Linked DNA regions of Mus musculus: region 2 is linked to region 1. The links are chromatin contacts, called in public Hi-C maps. All regions are on one chromosome and are shown on one strand. Each heading gives the region's core, a stretch centred on a gene start, on an enhancer-like site or on the middle of the called end of the contact. The rest is flanking DNA. Distances are from core to core; before and after follow the strand shown. Region 1 overlaps Hs3st3a1 (heparan sulfate (glucosamine) 3-O-sulfotransferase 3A1). Region 2 has its middle 130 kb from the start of Gm30305.

Evidence for each region. Hi-C and Micro-C count contacts between places; a contact is called where the count stands out from the background.
Region 2: a Hi-C map of cranial neural crest shows a contact between it and region 1, with 2.6 times the contacts expected there. The contact joins two enhancer-like sites. A contact is called at or near these places in 1 of 39 promoter capture datasets (liver), 2 of 484 Hi-C or Micro-C datasets (cranial neural crest and nephron progenitors) and 2 of 9 other capture datasets (adipose tissue and pancreatic islet).

What each region holds. Positions count from the first base shown.
Region 1 is chr11:64,440,686-64,444,957 of GRCm38.p6, reverse strand. The region is part of intron 1 of Hs3st3a1 (heparan sulfate (glucosamine) 3-O-sulfotransferase 3A1); the gene reads right to left. Among named protein-coding and RNA genes, the nearest start is that of F930015N05Rik, 6.1 kb to the right of the region's middle. Within about 2 kb of position 1,882, at least 4 of the 459 cell types and tissues checked have an H3K27ac peak or open chromatin away from gene starts, as enhancers often do.
Region 2 is chr11:64,586,053-64,590,324 of GRCm38.p6, reverse strand. No RefSeq gene overlaps it. Among named protein-coding and RNA genes, the nearest start is that of Gm30305, 130 kb to the left of the region's middle. Within about 2 kb of position 2,189, at least 23 of the 459 cell types and tissues checked have an H3K27ac peak or open chromatin away from gene starts, as enhancers often do.

The DNA of each region.
Region 1 (4,272 bases), core at 633-3,132:
CAGAGAAATTGGGTTTGGTTCTCAGCACACACATGGTAATCTGCAACCACCTGTAACTCCAGTTCCAGGGGATCAACACCGTCTTCTGACTTCTGCAGGTTATGCACATGGTACACAGACATTACGTGCAGGCAAAACACCTGCACATAAAAATGATAGATGCTAGATAGATGGATATATATATATATATATATATAGATAGATAGATAGATAGAGAGAGAGAGAGATGATAGATAGATAGATAGATAGATAGATAGATAGATAGATAGATAGATAGATATTTTTTTAAAAAATTTTTAAAGCCAAGTGTCTCATTTGCCTGACTCCTATTTTGGCTCTTCATCTTCCTCAAGTCCTGTCATCTGTACCATGGCTCCCTGTCCCCAAAAACCAGTCGAGGGGAGGCTCATCCTGCCTGGGACCGAGAGGCACTGCAAGAAGGGAGGCAGCCAGCCCGCAGCGGCCTCCAGGGTAAGGGAGCTTGAGACACAGCATTGTGTGCAGAGCACCTAAGCGCAAGCTGCCTTTTCTGTTCCCTAAGCGCTTCCTGGCTCCTTTGATGTCTTCATTTGGGGGTTTAGGATAATCTTAGCTATTTAAGATACACAAAATAGCACAAAGAAATTCTTGGTATATAAACTACTCCTCCCAGGGAGGCATCATTACACAGGTGCAGATCAAGTACAACACGCTGGTGAAAGCCAAGGTATCCATCTCAGTTAACTAGACTGAATGTGGTAGCACATGCCTATAACCCCAACACTTGGGAGGCTGAGACAGCCAGTCTGGGCTACATGCAGAGATGCCATCTGCAAACAAGAAACAACACATACAAACATGAGAACCTACCTCTCCCTCTATTCACCCTAGAGTTCTTCCAAGAACCCCAGAGAGTGCCCGACATAACGTAGCACTAAGTGCAAACCACTTATATGCACTCACACATAAATGTAATGGCTTTTACCTCGCCACTGAGCACTTCCACGCTGTGGCCACAGCTTCTGCACTTTGAAGCATACAAGAAAAAATTGTACAGGTTTCTTTTTTTTTTTTCCTTCAGAATTCTGCAGACAGAAGACTCATCATGCTACAGACCTCACGAACCCAGCATTCGAGAGAAATCTCTCCCTTGACTCAGATTTGGACTTTTCACTTAAGGGAAGCCCTTTGCACCTCTTCTTCTTCATGTCCAACATACCAACTCCTGGGCTTTGTCTCATATTAAGTAGACTAAAGATTGGTTACCCAGAAGCACGGAGGATACTAGGACAGTGGAGTTGGGAAGGGAGATGGTTGCTAAGTACACTAGACACAGGGGTGACTCATGTCCCATAGAACGCCATGCCACATCCTGCTATCCAAAAAGGCTCCAAATTTGAGAATCGTGAATTGTTTGTCTCTGGATTGCCCCATTGATGTGTTTTTAGACTATGATTGAGCACAGGTAAGTGGAACTTCAGTTATATGGAGGCTGCCACATAATGCCATTCATTCAACCATCTGCAGCATCCATGTGTGCCTAATTTGTCTCCACAAACACGTATTCTTCTGTTCTAGGCCCCAATTAAGAGAACACCTCCCTAAATGTATATGCTTCTTAATAATGAGTCACTGTTGTCTTCTCCCATGTGAAAGAGATTATGCGCCTTACCAGGTTTTAGGCCACCTTGACATTTTTCAAAAGTCACACTGCACCAGTGTGTTGCAAAGCTCAATTTGGAATCTTGGGACTGTCTTATTTACATGGGTTCTGGACACAGGGGATGGGGGTGGATGAATACCCACAGATGAAAGAATATTATGTTCAATGAATAATATCAGGACAACGTAGAAGATCTCAGCAAAAGAGGCCCCTGGGTTAACTAATTAAGCTCACTTCTGCCAGGCTTCCAGTCATGTCCCTACTCCTTCTGCTGTTTTAACCTGACCCCACCTATCCACAGGCCCAGAAATGCATCCCTAACTGATGTCATCACCATCCCAAGAGTTGTCCTGCACTTGGTAGGCACAGGACAAGCGCTGGAAGGGTTAAGCTGGCTTCTGTATGCCTCCTGTTCTATTAAGACCCTCCTCCAGAGCTGCACCACGCAGGGGAAGGAATAAGCCTGCAATAAAGTCATCTGGAAGCGTTTTCATCTGAAGCCAGCTTTCAGAAACAGAGGCAAAATGCACTAACAAAAGTAATCTGGGCATATGGCATTCCTTCCTCATGCACATGTCTAATATAAATCCTCTAATCATTTGTATCTTGCTTTTTGGGTTTATTGTCAAGTCAAGTCTTTTATTTCTCTCCAACAAATAAACTGCCGAGAGAGAGAGAGAGAGAGAGAGAGAGAGAGAGAGAGAGAGAACCACCCATACCTAAAGAGATCAGTACAGCAGCTGGGCTACGAAGCCTATACCTGCTATCTAAGTTCATTATTATTTCTTCCTTTCCCCTTCCCCTTCCCCTTCCCCTTCCCCCCCTTCCCCTTTCCTTTCCTTTCCTTTCCTTTCCTTCAAACACAATTAGTCTGGAAGTTGTCAGGGAAATTTACTGAGTATTTTACCACTAGGTGGCGCTACACAACACATTCAAAGTAGGTGGCTCACGAGCGAGAAGGAATTTTGTTTATATCCTTTCAAAGACTCTCTCTTGCATTCCTAATGGCAAGTACTTAACTGCATTATTAATAAACACTCCCCCCTTCCTGCCAGACATCTGCCATTGTCTGACAACTCCTGAGACCGGCTAAAACTGTACTCTGCAGTGTGGAACTCAAGAGAGGCGTTGGACAATCGTACGTGTTCAGGTGCCTGAGAAATATCAGCTACTCAAGAGTTGTATCTATCGTTGGAAGCAGGAATTAGGCGAGATCTGAGCACTGGGTTCACATATGTTTGCTTATTAGTTGTATCCATATATCCCACAGAAATCAAATCAACACAAGCTCTCAAGTGTTAAGCCTCTGACCAAGGCGAAGGCTAGAGGGCAGAAGTGTTGCTTCTTTCTTGTGCGTGTATATAAAAGGCACATGTCTGGTAAGAAACTTGCACAATTTTAACTCATGGCTTGAAGATAACAAAATTCCTAGACACCCAGGGTTTCATATTGTTGGGAAATAGAGACCAAGAAACTACACTAGATCGCCTTGTTTTATATTTTGGGTTTTTTGTTTTGTTTTTTGTTTGTTTGTTTTGGGGGGTGTTGTTTTTTATGTAGTTCCTCACTAGGGAACCAAACTAGCTTCAAGCTTGAGGTCTTCCTTATTCAACCTCCATAGTTCTGGGTTACAAGGTGAGTCACTGTGTCTGGCAAAACAAGTTCTCTTTATATGCCGCATCTCTATTAGGTGAGGGTAACGCTCTTTTCCTCTCCCCCCCCCCCAAAAAAATATCTAAGTATACAGGGTCCCTGCCTGGACCCAGACATGGAACTGATGGTGGGTACAATTTATATTTGCTTAAATGTGTCCCATAGAGAGACAACCACTTCTTATGGTTGTTTATATCAAGGACGGTTGTTTGCTTTGTGACCAACACTCTTCATGATGTGAACATCTGGTCTATGTAAGGTTAGCCCCTGTTGTCATTAATTGCACAGGCTGACTTTATTCCCATGACCCCTCTAAAATACAGACTTGGCGCTTATTCTTCCCTGGCCAATCAACCAGTTTATTTATGTGAGACAAATATTTGGGCCAGCGTGTTTTCTGTTAAAAGGGGGACGGGGAGCAGGAGATCATAACGCTGTGGGAGGATTTCCACCCAGAGATTGTCTTCACGTTCACACACAAAGTGTATCTGCATGCTCTGACCCTCAGATCATAAGGGGACGTACACACAAGGAAGTGCAGACCTGAGGTTTTGCAAGAGGTATTGCAATTCTTCTATAACCAGCATTTCTTAGATATTCCCCAACCATTTAATGAAGTTCTTCATACAAATGCCATCCCTCCCCCTTCTATTGTATTTCTACTTCCACACACACATACATGTATAGCACACACACACACACACACACACACACACACACACATGCACAGCTGATTAAGTTGCCAATGATATCTATGGGGGAGAAAGCCCAGAATTCCAGACAATGAGAGCAGGTGGGAAGTGTCTAGTCACTCAGAGCTCCTGGGAATTATAGTCATGGAGGAAATGCCTCCCTTTTTCTCTACACACGTGGACTCCCTAGGCTCAGAGTCCTCTTGGCCCTGGTTCTTTGCTTACTCAAGGACATTCATTGTCTCTGGACTTCACTCCATATGACCTTGCATGGGTGGCCAGGAT
Region 2 (4,272 bases), core at 940-3,439, 150 kb before region 1:
CTCTGCGCCTGCTCACCTGTCATCACTTCACACACCTTGCATGAAGAGTGGCCGGGGAGAATCTCAGCCATGGCCAGAAATGCATGAAAGACTTCAGCCCAGCAATTACTTTAGCAGACTTCTGCTACATACACAAAGCAGATGGAAAAGGCTATTTCCTGAGTATTAACTAAAAGGCAAAATATGCCAAGCCTAGGGGAGCACTTTATTTTTCCCATGTTCTCCTGCACTACAAGCAACACACACACACACACACACACACACACACACACACACACACACACACACACATACACACACACACACACACACACGCACGCACGCACACGCACGCACACGCACACGCACACGCACGCACGCACACGCACGCACACGCACACGCACACGCACGCGCGCATACTCACATGCATATGTACACACACACAGTCATGAGAAAATATTTATTTCTGTAGTTTCAGTTAAGGTTAGAAAGTTTCTATACAACCCCATCTTTGTTGAAACTATGGATTTTTGTTTTCTTTGTACTTCACGTTCCTGTTTCACTTGGCATCTTCACAAGATAAATTTCACCTCACATAGTCCTAGCATCCTTGGACCTATTTATTAAAACCATAATGATTTTTTTTCAGCGAAATCAACACGGCACTGTTAAAACAAAACAAAACAAACAAACAAACAAAACAAAACAAAACAAAAAAACAACTCAAACTTCCAGCTCAAACTGGAATGGTTGCTGCCATGAATTAAGGAATTAATGAAGACACAGGAAAAGAAACAAACAACAAAGACAAAACCTTTACCATGCCCAAAATGCTAAAAGGAGGAAACAGACATGGTGTTTTGGAGACATGGCCAATAAGCAAATGTACCATTTTGGCAGCCCCTAGAACCTGATGAAATAAGGTCACCATGACTGCCAGCTACAGCTGGGTTGGGTGACAGCAGGCATGGTCAACTAGTCCTCTGCTCTGTACTATGCTATGAAGAAGGTAGAAACTGTTCTTTTGCCTCGGGGCCCCACGGGCTCCACTATCTGGAAACTCAATCCAAGAAGGTCACTGGGTACAAAGTGCCCTGTGCTGCCAGAACGTGCTGGGGTTTGCTCATGAGCTGGCACCGTCACCACCTGGTAACCCAGAGCATGATGGGTTAGCTGTGGCTGTAAGTGAAACCAGGGAAGGCTTTCAAATAAACCTACAAAAACAGACACCGTGTAAAAGGCTGCAACACCGTCAAAACCGCAACTGTTGATCAAATTGACTCCAAATGCAGTGTTTTTGGCTTGGGTGTTTTTCTCTGTAACTCTTTTTAAGAAATTCTTCTTGGTCTGAACATGGTGCCTTCCATAATTAACTTCTGCTATTTCTTTTTTTTTTCTTTCATTTTTTTACATTTGGCCCGTGATGACTCCAGAGGCACGTGGGATGCCCTTCTTTCCGTGTGTATTGTCAAACCCAAACCAAACTTTTGACCTGACTCCAGAATCAGAGCACAAGGGCAGATGGCAAGCAGCTTGGTCCCCACAGCTTATGCAAACCAGCTTCTGGGGAGGGTTCTGGGGGGAGGCAGAGCACCAAAGAGGAAGTTAACTGGACTCCTGAACAAATGAGTGCAGTATGAAGGGGACCTCGGGAGCCATTTGGTGTTCATTAACGAGCATTCGGTAGCTGCTTTGTCATTTTTCCTGTTTGTCATAAAAAATAAATAGACTTTAATAGATGATCCAACCTAGCAGGTTTTGGCAACAACGTAGACTGCATCCCATCATGATCTCAATGGGTGTAATTTAGAGTAAGATGGAACGTGAAACCATTTCCAGCGCACATCGGGGAGTGAGTGACATAGATTTAGTCCCTGATTGTGCAGAAATGAAAACCAGGGCTGTCTTGGATGTGTATTAAATCATGTATTCTGTTTTATGGAGTTTGGGCTATAAACAGCATATTTCAGAATAATTAACCCTGTCATTTTTGACTTAAAAGTTTGTTTTTAAGAATAGGAGTGTTTTATGTAAAAAGCAGAAGCTTAAGTGCCTTAATAGATTGCATGAAGGCCAAAAGAAACTCAAAGGGCAGTTCCCGTTAACTCACAGGTCAAAATTACCATCAGTTAGCAAGAATTAGGACAGGCCCAGTGAACCCAGGGGAAATTGTATGCTTGATGAGAAAGAGCTGGGATTCCAGGCGGGGCCTCTCGCCTGCCTGCCCAGGCTGTGAGGTGAGTGGCCAGCTCCCAGGACTCGTTCCTTTGAGTATGACACTTTGGATAAGCGGCTCCTTTTCCACAGAGCCACAGCAGGAATGGATTAACCTCTGTGGCAAACTCGGGGTCTCTTATCTGGGGCCTGCTCAGATTTTCTGCCTGGTGGGTGACATGTCTTGATCTTAGTTACTCCTAAGGGATTTTCCTTGAGATATAGTTTTTTGATTTGTTCTGGATTTGTAGCCTATACTTAGTTTTCTTTGTTCTCAAAATACGGGAATTTCCTCCATGCAAATTCAAGAGATCAGTTGCATGTGTAAAATTCCTAAGTTTTGAACGAACTTCTCCCCACGTTCAGAGTCCCCAGTTTCCAATCAATCAGTGGCAACCTTCCCCCCCCCCCCCCCCGTGGCTGGAAGAAGAAAAACATCAAATTATAGATGCCTGGTTTCAAAAACAAACTCAATAATATTTGTTAATGCACTGTGGTATATGAACAATGCATGTGTCACATTCAGCATCTTTCCAGAAGAGGTATGTCTAAGTAGTCCCGTTTGATTCATCAGACACAAAGACTGGGTACATGCTACAGGGTGACCAAGTGAGTGACAGGCGTGAAAATGAGACAACATTCCTTTCTTGGGGACTTGGTAGAGAGCATCTAATGCTCTTTTCAGATTCCAAAGCAATTCCTTCTCACACCACAGTGTCATCAGCTATTCTGTCCCTCAAGCCCAAACCCACATAACATTTGTTTCACATGGTATTTATGAATGTGACTAGTATTTACAACCTTACAAATGCTCTCTCATGAAATGGATGGTTTTGCTTATGAGGTCAATGATCCAGGAAGAGAAAAATCAATATTTACCTAGAAAAAGGCAAAAGCACCAACACTGGTCAATATGTACTCTTCCAGAGGACAGCTCAGAGAAAACGTAAAACAACCAAAGTTTGTCTGCGGCCATCATGCCGAGTGACCCACACAAGCAGGATCATCTCTCAGCTCACGTATTGAATGAGCAACTTTGATTGGCAGTGTCTCGCTGTCCTTTGAGGCAGCAATGGGAATCTTGCCTGTGGAAGGGGACATCACATAAAGTATTCAGAGTCTACACAACCTGGACTCCAGTTTCTTTTCTGGGACGGGGGGAGGAGAGTGAAAAACCTGCCATTCAATTTCAGAATGTTGGGTCTGTCCTTTCTTCTTCTAGTTCTAGCACACTCCTGAGGCATAAAGATTGTTGGTCTCATTTCACAGTAAAAATAACTGTGGTCAAGAGATAATAATTTGCGTTATGTTTCTATGGCTTCGGTGGGTGAAGCTAAGTATTTCCGCTAAACAAAAGAAAACAACATATTGAAACTGTATGGCATTTCTCTATAATATTCGGGAAGAAGCCTCATGACATGCCAATCGCTCATAAGAAGCTTAGTGTTCATATCTATTTGTTCATAATCAAGGACCAAAAATGAGAACTTTGATCACAGCTACCTGAAATGTGTTAACTAATTTACCCCTTATTTCAATATTGTCTTATTCATTTTACCAGTGTAGCAAGTGTTTGTTTTTTCCCAGTAGAATAAATCGAACTGTAAGAGGATTCTATAACAAACCTTTCTCCAAAGCTAAGAAACTTTCAGCCATTTAGGATCTGCGGTGCTTAAGTTCAGTTGTCTGCTCGATGGGACGTAGAATTCTCAGGGAGATTGGGATCAGGGTATGCCTGTGGGCGATTATCTCCATTAGGTTAATTGAGGTAGGAGAGCTGGCTCTGCGGGTGACAACATTCCCTAGGATGGTGTCCAGGCCTGAATAAAAAGAAGAAAGTGAGCTGAGGCCCAGCATGCTCTGCTTCCTGGCAGTAGATATGATGTGGCCTTGACTACTGTCCACCTTGATGGATGGTGTCCTGAAATTATGAGCCAAAATCAACCAACCCTCTTCTCCTCAGCTGTTTTTTATGCATGGATGTTTTATTATAGCAGCAAGAAAAGGAGTGAATCCTGTCGTCCCAGAAGGTCCTGGTCTCAAAGGCCAGACGTGTGGTTTTCACATGTGTAAAAGTG